Regions from separate parts of the Sus scrofa genome. Here region 1 is linked to region 2. Evidence: chromatin contacts called from public HiChIP or PLAC-seq data. All regions are on one chromosome and are shown on one strand. The core of a region is the stretch at or near the end of the contact, and the rest is flanking DNA. Distances in the headings are between cores, read along the strand shown.

Region 1 (6,539 bases), core at 1,627-4,126, 440 kb after region 2:
AGGATGGTGGCAGCCAAGCCAGCAGAGGCCCAAACAAATGCCTCAGAGGACTACAGCTAAATAGACCAGTGTCCAAAACAGGACCACAGAGCAGGCAGGTGGCCCCACGTGGAAAGGAAAAAAAAAAACCTCAAACCAGGCCATGTTTCTCCTGCTCTCCTTTCCTTGGTGGGCGGGAGGCACATAAAGTTACCAAAAAAATGTTCCATAGTACCCCCATAGAAAGCCTCACTGACTTTAAAAAATAAACACACATACAGAGGTTAGAACATCAAAACTGAACAGCATCACCCAAAATACAAGTCTCCCTTCCTGCCTGCATCTCTCCACACGGGTAACCACCTCTGGGGGAAAAATCACAGGCGGTAACTCGGATATGTGAAGACACAAAAGGAATCACACTAAATGCCAGCAGTTGGCAAACTTAGTCTATAAAGGGCCAGATACTACTTCGGGCTTTGTCACCATTACTCTACTCTGTAGCAGCAAGACTGTAGTAGCCACAGGCAACACTTGAATGGATGTGGCTGTGTTCCAATAAACCATTATGGACACTGAAATCCGAATTTTATATAATTTTATGTGTCACAAAATCTTTTGATTTTTTTTTAACCATTTAAAACCATAAAAAACTAAAAATAAAGTAAAATTGTAAATGGCTGGCGTCTGTATGGTTTGCAGGTCATATAAAAACAGGCAACAAAATGTGGCCTGTGGGCCGTGGCCTGCCAACTCCAGCACCTTGCTCCTTTCACTCTGTCTCGGGACCGTCTCACATTAGCATGTTAGGGCCACCCATTCCCTGAACTGCTGCCTCGGAATCCATCAAGAGGCTGAACCGTAACTGCATCACAACTTTTTATTGTTGGATGTTTTGTTTCTTTTCAGTTTTGCTTTGAAATTATAAACAGGGCTATAATGAACATCCTTGTACATCCGGTGAACTTTTGTGCCTCACAGCATTCAATCCTATGGGTAAATCTGTGACTATTTTTGGTTTCTCCAGATAATTGCCAAAATAGTCCTCCAGAAGAGCAGAATTTATTTCATTCGGCATATGAATAAGGCCCTCTCCCCTCACTCTTAATTAATGGCCTTGAATATTCTGACAGGCATTCTGTAAACTTAGCCTTCTCTAAGCTCCAGGCCTGCCAACTCCCAGGATGGGAGGTTTTCTTCACCTTTAGAAATCCTCTTCTGACTCTCAGCCCTGCCGACACTTGCCCAGCAAAAGTTAGAGAGGTGTCTGTCTTCTCCACAGTGAGGACGGTGCCAACCAGAAGGCAGGAACTGAGCCACAAGCTCAGCCGTTAAGGGTCACCCAATTACATGACAATGGCAGGACGGCAAAACAGCCACAGCTCTTGCACCCCAGGACCTTCTCTCAGGCTGCCTTCGAGTCCTGGTCCTTTTTGTCTTCACATCTAAGATCTTCCACCACTCAAGATGGAAGAGACCTTGGAGATATATCATTTGAGTACCCAGTCCCTGCTTTATTGCAGGCCATAAAAAAGACCTGACTTGCCCAGAGTCCCAGGGTGAGAAATCCTGCTATGCCCAGCAGCCTCGTTTGAGGGCAGGCTGGTCCAGCTCGTCAAGCTCAAATAAAGGCTCCAAAGCTTCTTTGCTGGTGGCCGCCCTCCCCACCTGCTGGTGTGTGAGGTAGAAGACCAAATCCGCCCCTCCCCATCACCTCCTCACAGTCTCCCTGGTCTGGCTCCAGGTCAGTGGTCCTCCTGGGAAGCCTGAACACACTGGTGAACAGGAGTGGTTCTCAGCCAGGTCTGCAGAATCACCCAGCTCCCTGCCACCCACACCCCAGCTGCTCATTTGCTAGTCAAAATCTAGGGATCCCTAAGGGAGCTCAGGAAAGCCTCACGCATGCCTTAGTCAAAGAGCTGAGAAGGACCATTCCAAGGGACAAAGGCAACTCCTGGGTGGGGCGGGGAAGACCCAGGAGGGCTCTAGGGAGATGGTACCATCAGGGAGTGTGAGGAAGTGGGGGGCGGCGGGGGGAAGGCCACCGCCTTGGGGCCAACACAAGGCACGCAGGGATCCTCCCCTCTGGTTACCAACACCTCACAAGGACCCTACTAAGCAAATCTAGGCTCTCTGGAGAGCTGCCCATCCACAGGATGAGAGGGAAGTGGGCCCCTCCACATAAGCAGATGGACAGTGGCTCCCACAGCTCTTTCCACATGGGCCATCTCACCAACCCCAACACCACACACTACATGTGGCCGCCCCAAAGGACACGACAACAGTGGAAAGGAGAGGGTGAAGGACAGGAAACAAACACTGTTAAGTGCTTCCGCGTGCTAGGAGCTACGCCTAGTCCTTGGCACCAGATGACAAACTGTTTCATCTGTGTTCCCCTCCCCCAGCCCTGACAACAGCCTGAAGGGATGGGTGGCAGTCATCATCTTTATTTTCAAATGAGAAAGACAGGCTCCCGGAGGCTAAGTCAGAAAGTCCTCCCTCCCAGGTCACTGTCCTTCTGTCCGCCTGACTTTCAGCTTCAACTCCAGCCAGAGAGGGAGCCAAGTCCTGTTCCAGACAGGGCCTGTCTCCCAGCAGTGGCGGCAGCGGCAGCAGCAGCGGCAGTGGCTGGGCTAAAAGGCCTAGGGTGGGCTGGAGAGCCTCCCTGCTTCAGGCAACCCTCTCCTCACACCCCTATAAACGCCAGCTGTGTGGGATGGCAGGAAGCGGTGGAGTTGCCATTTCCCTCAGCTCTGAGGCTGCCCATCTGTTTCCTGGGATAGGACTCCCTGCCCCCACCCACCCCCAGTCCGGAAATTCACTTGTTCTGGGGCTATGGGAAAAGGGAACTGTGCGGCTCCCTCCCTCCCCAGGGGGTGGTGGCAGAGGCTGTGGCTGCAGCCACCCCTTTCAGGCCTCCTGCCCTGAAGGCTCTAGCTAGCCAGCTCCTACCATTGGTTCTGAGAACACGAGGAGGGGGCAGGCCAAAGAGGTTATTGCCCCAGAAGCGCCAGTGCCCAGCCTCAGAGCAGCCACAACACTCTCCTCCCTTCCTGCTTCTGGCCTGACTGGCATCCCTGGCTGCCTGCTTCACTGATCATCCCAGCATGGAGGGTGGGGTGAGGGGGTGACTTTCTGGATAGAAGTTAGTGGAAAGTTTAAAAGAAAAAAAAAAAGAAAAAAGAAAAAACCCTGACATGGTCATTTGCAAGTGAGCACTGCCCCCTGCTGGACACTCTAGTACACCCATCTGAGCTACACGCGGCGCAGATACAAGCAAGGAAAAAGCACATCAGCTTAACACCCTTGGCTATATGTCTCAACCTTTTCTTGTATTCAAAATTAAACCCAGTTCTATTTTTTTCAATTTTACTTTTTTTCTTATTTTTTAAAAAAATCTTTTTGTTTGATTGTTTATTCTTTTTTTAAACCCAGTTCTAAACTGAGGCCTCTTTTGCCTTATTGCAGTAGTTTTTCTGAATAAAATCTGTTTTTACCACTTCTAGTTTTTCTTTAATACATCAAATGAGTTTTAAAAGGAAGGGAGCAGCAGGGGAGCTGGATCAAGATGGTGGGGTAGTAAGACGTGGCACTCACCTTCTCCCACAAACACATCAAAAGGAAGGGAACAGGAGTTCCTGCCGTGGCACAGTGCATTAAGAAGCCCACTGCAGGGAGTTCCCGTCGTGGCGCAGTGGTTAACGAATCCGACTAGGAACCATGAGGTTGCAGGTTCGGTCCCTGCCCTTTCTCAGTGGGTTAAGGATCCAGCGTTGCCGTGAGCTGTGGTGTAGGTTGCAGACACGGCTCAGATCCCACGTTGCTGTGGCTCTGGCGTAGGCCGGTGGCTACAGCTCCAATTCAACCCCTGGCCTGGGAACCTCCATATGCCGGGGGAGTGGCCCAAGAAATAGCAACAACAACAACAAAAATTAAAAAAAAAAAAAAAAAGAAGCCCACTGCAGTGTCTCAGGTTGCTGCAGAGGTTCGGGTTCAATCCCCAGCCCCACACAGTGGGTCAAAGGATCCAGTGTTACCACAGCTGCCACACAGGTCACAGCTGTGGCTTGAATTCAGTTCCTGGCCCAGGAACTTCCATATGCCACAGGTATGGCCATAAAATTTAAAAAATTTAAAAAAAAAAAAAAAAAAGGAGAAGGGAGCAAAACCACATGGGCTGTGGCAGGCAGGAATCCTGGCTTTTGTGTGAAGTGTTTGCGGAGAATTTGAAAAGGCAGAAAGGAATAGGGAGGGCGGCACAGCCTGGCAAGGGCTGGGCCAGAGCAAAGGCCCTCGGGATGGAACGTGGGGCAGTGGGAGAGTGATAGTCGAAGGGCCTAGGATACCAGATGAGAGAGAAGGATTCACACCTGCTGGCTTTCACACTGTTTAAAGCCTTGAACTTCTCCCACAAAAAGAATCTGCCCCAGAACCCCAATATATAAAACCAGTCAAAGCTGAGGTGATCTGACCAAGGGCAGAGGGCTAAACCCTCCACCCCAACATACTGTTGTGACCCCTGGGCATCTCTAAACAGAGTCTAAAACCAGAGCTGCAGGCAACAGGGAGCCCCTAAGGCTCCAGTGCCTTCTGACTAACAGGACAGCCGTGTCATAAAAGGAGGGAGGATAGAGCTGCAGTGTCCAGGATGGAGTGAAAGCAGAGGCAGGGAGCCCAGGGTAGCAAAGGGACACTGAGAACTCACTGTACTGCTCCAGCCAGCCTTTCTCCCACACCATGACCTCAGGAAACTAAGTTCAGAGTTTGGGAACCGAAACCCTCCCCTCACCCTTTGTCTACACCACCTATCCTAGCTCCTGGTGAGACTGTCACATCTGTCTCTGCCTCCTGCATCCACCTCATACCACTGCACAAGGAAGACTTTCACAAACATCATGATTAAGAAAAAGAGGAGTTCCCATCATGACTCAGTGGTTAATGAACCCAATTAGGATCCATGAGGATGCAGGTTCAATCCCTGGCCTCGCTCAGTGGGTTAAGGATCCGGCGTTGCTGTGAGCTGTGGTGTAGGTCACAGAGTTGGCTCAGATCTGGCGTTCCCGTGGCTGTGGTGTAGGCCGGCAGCTAAAGCTCTGATTGGACCCCTAGCCTGGGAACCTCCATGTGCTGCGGGTGCGGCCCTAAAAAGAAAAAGACAGAAAAAGAAAATGCTGAGCATACTGCACAAAAGCAAGCTGGCCTCAGAGCATGAGCTCTCCAATGCCAGAGGCTGCCATGCATGTCTAGGAGGGATACTCACGCCAGGAATATCCAAAAGTCTTGACACTAGAAGAGGCAACTTCAAGGCTGCAACACTCCCAGTAACACCTATGAGAACTCGGAACTGTCTCTCCAAGGGAGCAGCAGCTGAACATGTGGCCCTTGATTCCATGTGGGGTCTGGTGACTTCAGGTCCTGGAAGCTTGCTAGAACTGGGCTCCATACAGCTCTGTCAGAATTTAAGATCTAAAAGTAGAATAAGAGGTGCCTGCTTCATTCATACATTCAACTAAAATGTGTTCAGCACTCTGTGTTAGACCCCGAGCCAGATACTGGGGTTTCTGAGGGTCAACAGACCCAGCTTCTGGGAGCACAGAGTTTGATAGGGAGATCAGAGAGGAGCTCCCTGGTGGCTCAGTAGGTTAAGGACCTGGCATTGTCACTGCCATGGTGTGGATTTGATCCTGGCCTGGGAACTTTTGCATGCCGTGGGTGCAGCAAAAAAATAAAAAATAAAAAGACTCAGGCACATACCCACATGAACTGAGAATCATGTTTGGGTCCATTATCCCACTCCTACTTGGAAAGATCTCCCAAGGGCCCAGACCCCTCTCAGCAGGGTTTGTTAAGCACAGGCCAGTTCCCTGGAACAAGATTACCCCCAAAGTTCCATTTGCCAGGGATTTCAGTTCTGCTGTCTGTCGGGACCTCAGCCAGGGCCTTACCCAGAGGAGAACTGAGTCTACTCTAGGGTCTGCAGAACCCTGTTAGCAACTTACAAGGTCTAGAGGGACTATCAGCCAGCTTCTTTCCCCAAACTAATCAGTATGCTAATTAGCATCCACAGTAGGTGACGGAGGCTTTTTCGTTTTGGCAGTACTCACAACAGGTGGATGTTCCCGGGCCAGTGATCAAATCCACCCCACAGTTGTGAACTGTGCCACAGCTATGGCAACACCAGATCCTTGACCTGCTGTGCCACTAAGGAATTTCCATACTTTTTTTCTTTTTAGGGCCACACCCGTGGCACACGGAGGTTCTCAGGCTAGGGGGTCCAATCAGAGCTGTAGCTGCCGGCCTTCGCCACAGCCACAGCAATGTGGGATCTGAGCCACATCTGTGACCTACACCACAGCTCATGGCAATGCTGGATCCTTAACCCACTGAGCAAGGCCAGCGATTGAACCCGCAACCTCATGGTTTCTAGTCAGATTCATTTCCACTACGCCATACCAGGATTTCCAGGAACTTCCAATTCTTGACTCTACAGGAAAACCCACCTGCAAGATTCTAAACCTTGACCCTGTCCCACCTCAGCCAACTGGTGCTAGGACAGGGAG
Region 2 (6,803 bases), core at 3,768-6,267:
TAAACTTACTTTGGATATCTCTGTTATAGATGTCTGAAGTTAAAGATATTGGCAACTTGGAGTTCCCATTGTGGCTCAGTGGTAACAAACCCAACTAATAGCCATGAGGGTGCGAGTTTGATCCTTGGTCCTGCTCAGTGGGTTAAGGATCCAGTGTTGCTGTGAGCTGTGCTGTAGGTCACAGACGCTGCTTGGATCCTGTGTGGCTATGGCTGTGGCTTAGGTTGGCAGCTACAGCTCCAATTTGACTCAAAGCCTGGGAACTTCCATATGCTGCAGGTTTGACCCTAAAAAAGCAGAAAAGAAAAGAAAAGAAACAAACAAAAAAGATTGGCAACTTAATTCTCAGATAGTCTTTTTTGTGATTTAATATTCACCTCTTCCATTGCTTTTTTAATGCCGTTCTTGATATTCTTTCCCAGTTTTATCCAGGAATTTTTTTCTTCCTCTGTTTTCAATTTTAAGCTCTCATAATCAGATTGTCAGGTATTCAGACAAACATATTTTTCCTACTCCTGTAGGAATAATGAGAACCTATCATCATTCAAGTATTTACTCATCAAAATGGTGCTGTGCACTGCGCTTGCTGTTAAGTATGCGTTTGTGAGCATGGAAGACGTGGCCCTGCGCCTCTCCAAATGTGTTTTAAAGTATGCCACCAAATGATGAGTTTCTCTTCTATGTTGTATTCCCATTATATGCTAATGGGAGCAGGTAGACAGTAACATAAGTTTTTTATAATACTGTGTGCCTGAGTGGAAGGCAGTAAAAATTTCCAAGGTGAAGGAGTGCTGTTTAGATTGACACCTAAAGGGTGAATAGGAGTAACTAAGCCAGTGTTGGGAGTAGGGAAACGAGAAGAAAGTTCCAGCATGGAGTTCCTGTTGTGGCTCAAACCCAACTAGTATCCATGAAGTTTCAGGTTCAATCCCTGACCCCATCCAGTGGGTTAAGGATCCAGCATTGCGGTGAGCTGCGTGTGGTGTGGGTCACAGATACAGCTTGGATCTAGCATTGCTGTTGCTGTTGCAGAGGCCTGCAACTGCAGCTCCAATTCGACCCCTAGCCTGAGAACTTCCATATGCCACAGGTGTGGCCCTAAAAAAAAGTTCCAACATGATATCCAGTTTATTGACCATCATTCGCATTCCTCCTATCTTTTCTGAAGTCTCAGCCATCAATTGGACAAAGAGATAAAAATTGTTACTAAATGCCTCCCTCATCTCCTAGGTCCTCCAAGTCCTTTAGTTTCCCCCCCTGCCCTAGAAAGACTTTCCTGGTTTCTTCTGATTGTGTGGTTTACCCTCTTACTAAGCAGCTAGAATGGGTAGCAGTTGGCAAGCTGCCTTTGGGTTCTTCCTTATGGAGAATGACCTTTCCTTCCCCCACTCCTCTCAACTCCCATCTCTGGGAACCAAGATGACTTTGCTTTTGCTGATGGTGAGGAGCTTCCTGTTGATTCTCCAGATTTCTGTTTTGTTTTGTTTTCTGTTTTTCGTCTATGTTGTATTCCATGTTCTTCTGTTGTCTTTGGGAGTTCTTCATCCTTTTTGATAACCTTTGTCTGGGGAGTGATTTTTAAGTCTGAGAGGAGAGATACCAGATTGGATTTAGTAAACATGCTATTGGCAAAGGCCTCCAGCAGGAAAGCAGGTGTGGCACAGTTTTTACAGTGTCTTGGCACATACCCTGTTTAGTGCTAAAGGTTCCTAAAAGTGGCTATGAGCCTTTACCCCTTTGTAGAGCTCCCTAACTCATTATCTTTGGCCTTGATAAGAAGACTTTTAGACTGTCAACAAACTCATCATTTGGTGGCATAATTTAAAACACATTTTAGACCATTTGTGTTCAGATATCCACATGTCTGTGTATGTATATTTTAGGTAATATATATATTTTAGTTAAAGACTAAATATATAGTTATAATTTAGTTAAAGACTGTATATATATATTAGTCTTTTAGTTAAAGCTAATATGGTTTAGTTAAAGACTATATATTTAAAGTCTTTAAACAACATATATAAGCATAAAAGTAATACATTTTAGTTTGGGGGTAGATAATATAGTCACATTATTTAAACTTAAAAACGTACAAGAGAATCTGGTAAGTATTCTCCCTCTTGCCATGTATCTCAGCCACCTAGATCTCTGAGACAACCAGTGTTGCCAGTTTCTTTTACATCTTCCAGAGTAATTTTGTGCATAGACAAGCACATGACATAATATATATGTCATACTATATAATATGTCATAAACATGTTACATATAATGTCACATATGACATAATATGTATGTCAGATAACATACATACTGATGAGATGAATGGTGTATATCCTGCATTTCTCAAGGCCATTAGTGGGTGGAACAATTGTAGGATTTGAAAAGACTTTAATTCAAACCTCAGAACCTTAGCATCTCAGCTCTTCATTTACTGAGTTGAAGGACCTTGGGCAGCTTGTTTATTTAGGCTCTGTGTGCTTCGATTTCTTTATGTAGTTAATAATACTTAGTGTGCCTAGGCTGTTGGATATGATGTGTATACAGTTCCTTCTTTGGTGCAGGTTAAAGGCTTTACAAAGGTTGCTACCTTTGCTGTTTCTTGCTGGACCACACTCTTTGGCTTGTGTGAACTGGAGCTGAGGGCAAAGTCTTGCTCTAACAAATGAATGGACTGAATTGTCTTCTGTACTGCGATATGGGACCAGCGCTCTCTACTTAAGGAAGGGAACCATGAGCCAAGGCAGAAAGCATTTTGAAAGGAGTAGAACATTTTTTTTCCCAACATCTTAATACATTTTATTATTATTACTATTTTTAGTAGTAATTTCGCCAATATAATTTTTTTTCCTACCGTACAGCATGGTGACCCAGTTACACATACATGTACACATTCTATTTTCCCACATTATCATGTTCCATCATAAGTGACTAGACACAGTTCCAAGTGCTACACAGCAGGATCTCATTGCTTATCCATTCCAAAGGCAATAGTTTGTATCTATTATCCCCAAGCTCCCTAACCACCCCATTCCCTCCCCCTCCCCCTTGGCAACCACAAGTCTATTCTGCAAGTCCATGATTTTCTTTTCTATGGAAAGTTTCATTTGTGCCTTATATTAGATTCCAGATATGAGCCATATCATATGGTATTTATCTTTCTCTTTCTGACTTACTTCACTCAGTATGAGAGTCTCTAGTTCCATCCATGTTGCTGCAAATGGCATTATGTTGTTCTTTTTTATGACTGAGTAGTATTCCATTGTGTATATATACCACATCTTCCTAATCCAATCATCTGTCAATGGACATTTGTTGTTTCCATGTCTTGGCTATTGTGAATGGAGCTGCAATGAACATGCAGGTGCATGTGTCTTTTTTAAGGAAAGTTTTGTCCAGATATATGCCCAAGAGTAGGATTCCTGGGTCCTATGGTAGTTCTATGTATAAATTTCTAAGATACCTCCACACTGATATCCATAGTGACTGTACCAGCTTACATTCCCACCACTGTGCAGGAGGGTTCCCTTTTCTCCACACCCTCTCCAGCATTTGTTATTTGTGGACTTATTAATGATGGCCATTCTGACTGGTGTGAGGTGGTATCTCGTGGTAGTTTTGATTTGCATTTCTCTAATAATCAGTGATGTTGAACATTTTTTCATGTGCTTGTTGGCCATCTGTACATCTTCCTTGGTAAAATGTCTATTCAGGTCTTTTGCCTGTTTTTCAGTTGGGTGGTTGCTTTTTTGCTGTTGAGTTGTATAAATTGCTTGTATATTCTAGAGATTAAGCCCTTGTCAGTTGCATCATTTGAAACTATTTTCTCCCATTCCGTAAGTTGTCTTTTTTGTTTCCTTTGCTGTGCAAAAGCTTTTCAGTTTGATTAGGTCCCATTGGTTTATTTTTGCTCTTATTTCTGTTGCTTTGGGAGACTGACCTGAGAAAATAATTCATAAGATTTTTATCAGAGAATGTTTTACCTATGTTCTCTTCCAGGAGTTTGATGGTGTCTTGTCTTATATTTAAGTCTTTCAGCCATTTTGATTTTATTTGTGTGCATGGTGTGAGGGTGTGTTCTAGTTTCATTGATTTACATGCAGCTGTCCAGGTTTCCCAGCACTGCTTGCTGAAAAGACTGTCTTTTTCTCATTTTATGAGTAGAACATTTTTTGTTCATCATGTATTGGGGAACATCTGTTACTGATCTGGGCCTTCCCACTTTCTTGGTAGACTGCTGTTAAACCCTCGCCCTTCCCTTCTGCTGGTAGGAAGTTATTAACACTGAATAGCTTTTCATGTTTAATAGCTCAATTAACTCTGGCCCTTCAGTATTGCTTGATGCTTTGGACTCTTATGGGAAGCTTCACTTGCTTAGCCCTACTTTGGGTTTCCTGCTTTTCAGTTTTCATTGTCATGTTAATCCTTTAATAGCAGTTAGCTTTTCTTCTTTTTGGTTCTGGCATAGTGCTTAATGTAATAGATGGAGGAGTCACAATTTTCAGTCATATTTGGTTTCATCAGGAGGATGGTGTTAGGCCTTCCTTCATGGTTATCTGGATTTAGCATTTTTGATGGGATTTGTAGGACTTTGAAGTTTCCTTGATCTCTTAATGAGTAAAAGAAAGAGATTTTATATCTTACAACACATGGCTATCAAAATAAGAGAACTGATGATGTGGGGATATCTTTTAAAATAAGAAAAAAATTTTGAATACCCACTGCGGAAGATTCTGTGCTAGGTGTTTTTTTAAGCTGTTGGTTACAGGAAACCAGTAGAGAAAATAAATAGGGACAATGAAGGAAAGGTGAGTAGAATTCAATTAGATTTGAGCACACTGTAAATACTTAAAAAAAAAAAAAAAAAAAAGAGTTCTTGGCTGTGGCTCAGTGCAGACAAACCCAACTAGCATTCATGAGAACACTGGTTCGATCCCTGGCCTTGTTCAGTGGGCTAAGGGATCTGTCTTTGTCATGAGCTGTGGTGTAGGTTGCAGACGTTGCTCAGATCCTGAGTTGCTGTGGCTGTGGCATAGGCCTGTGGTTGCAGCTGAGTCAACCCCTAGCCTGGGAACTTCCATGTGCTGCAGATACTGCCTTAAAAAAATAGCAAATAAATAAAGTGAAGCAGTTCTGATTGTAAACACTACCTCTGTTGCCTTTCTATATGTATTTCTTTTTTTCTTTCATTTTTTGTCTTTTAGGGCTACCCCAGGGAATATGGAGGTCCCCAGGCTAGAGGTCAAAACAAATCCTAGCTGTAGCCACCCACTTACACCACAGCCAAAACACCAGATCTGAGCCACATCTGAGACCTATGCCACAGCTTGGGAACTTCCACATGCCCCTTGTGAGGCCCCCCAAAAAAGAAATAGCTGGACATATTTGGTTGCTTGTGTGTTTTTTGTTTGTTTGTTTGTTTTTAGGGCTGTACCTGTGGCATATGGAAGTTCCCAGGCTAGGGGTTGAATCAGAGCTATAGCTGCTGGCCTACACCACAATCATAGCAGCATAGGATCTAAGCCTAATCTTAGACCTACACCACAGCTCATGGCAGTGCTGGATCCTTAACCCACTGAGCAAGAAGGCCAGGGATCGAACCTGCATCCTCATGGTTACTAGTCAGGTTCGTTACCCCTGAGCCACAATGGGAACTCCCAGATTTGGTTTTCATTCCCAATTTTTTTTTCTTTTTTGGCTACCCTTGGCATGTGGAGTTCCCAGGCCAGGGATCATATCCGAGCTGCAGTTGTGACCTACACAGCAGCTGGCAATCCCACTTTGCTAGGCCAGGGATTGAACCTGTGTCCCAGTGCTCCAGAGATGGTGTAACTCCTCCAATGTTGTTGTTGTTGTTGTTAGGAATTTGGAGGACTGCCCATTGGACAGTTTTTTGTTTTTTGTTTTTTTTGTTTGTTTGTTTTTTTTCATTCTAAGAAAGTTTTTGGTGGCAATAATTATTATAGTATAATTTAGGTAACACTGGTAGTAATTAAAGTAAGCAAATAGAACTATTTTGGATCAATTTCAAATTCATGTGTACTTTTCCATTTTATTTTTTTTATGGAAGGAAAGTAATAAAATAACATGGAACCAAAAGAATAAAGACTTTTGGTTCAGTATTTTACAGATTGATGCCATGTTTGTGGTGTATTAATGTCTTTAGCAGAGAACTATGATTGCTTTGATGGCTGCACAGTGGTCCATTGTATGGACATAATTGATTCCTTTCCTTATTTATTGTTGATCGTTTAGATTATTTATAATATTTTGCAATTAGAAACAATGCTACAGTGAATTAACATTTATCCAGCATTCATTGCAACATTTTAAAAAATTTAAGTATAGTAGATTTACAGTGTTGTACTAATTTCTGCTGTAAAGTGATTCATTGTATATATACGTGTGTGTGTGTGTATGCACACACACACACACGTATATATGCGCACACACATTCTTCCTTATATTAATTTTCCATTATGGTTTATCACAGGATGTTCCCTGTGCCATGCAGTAGGACCTTGTTTATACATTCTATGTGTAATAGTTTGCATCTGCTAATCCCAAACTCCCACTCCATTTCTCCCCCAACCCCCTCCCCCTTGACAACCACAAGTCTGTCTTGTGTAAATCTGTTTCTGTTTTGTAGATAGCTTCATTTGAGTCTGTTACTGTTTTGCAAATAGGTGCATTTGTGTCATATTTCACATATACTGGACAAAACTATAATTCAAGGTGCATATACTCCTTTGTTCATAGCAGCACTATTCCCAGTAGCCAAGACATGGAAACAACCTAGTTATCTA

Evidence for each region. HiChIP or PLAC-seq counts read pairs in DNA pulled down with a chosen protein or histone mark.
Region 1: a contact with region 2 is called in an H3K27ac HiChIP or PLAC-seq map of alveolar macrophages. The contact joins two enhancer-like sites. A contact is called at or near these places in 1 of 47 Hi-C or Micro-C datasets (epiblast stem cells) and 1 of 2 datasets of contacts at active chromatin or transcription factors (alveolar macrophages).

The regions. Positions count from the first base shown.
Region 1 is chr7:58,539,680-58,546,218 of Sscrofa11.1, forward strand. It overlaps PPCDC (phosphopantothenoylcysteine decarboxylase), which reads right to left. Exons shown (of 6, transcript NM_001243368.1): 2 at 5,240-5,445. The coding sequence starts at 5,422. Among named protein-coding and RNA genes, the nearest start is that of PPCDC, 6.3 kb to the right of the region's middle. Within about 2 kb of position 2,877, at least 42 of the 83 cell types and tissues checked have an H3K27ac peak or open chromatin away from gene starts, as enhancers often do. A contact at or near this core is called in alveolar macrophages, where this site is marked.
Region 2 is chr7:58,099,259-58,106,061 of Sscrofa11.1, forward strand. The region is part of intron 1 of PTPN9 (tyrosine-protein phosphatase non-receptor type 9); the gene reads left to right. Among named protein-coding and RNA genes, the nearest start is that of PTPN9, 24 kb to the left of the region's middle. Within about 2 kb of position 5,018, at least 2 of the 83 cell types and tissues checked have an H3K27ac peak or open chromatin away from gene starts, as enhancers often do. A contact at or near this core is called in alveolar macrophages, where this site is marked.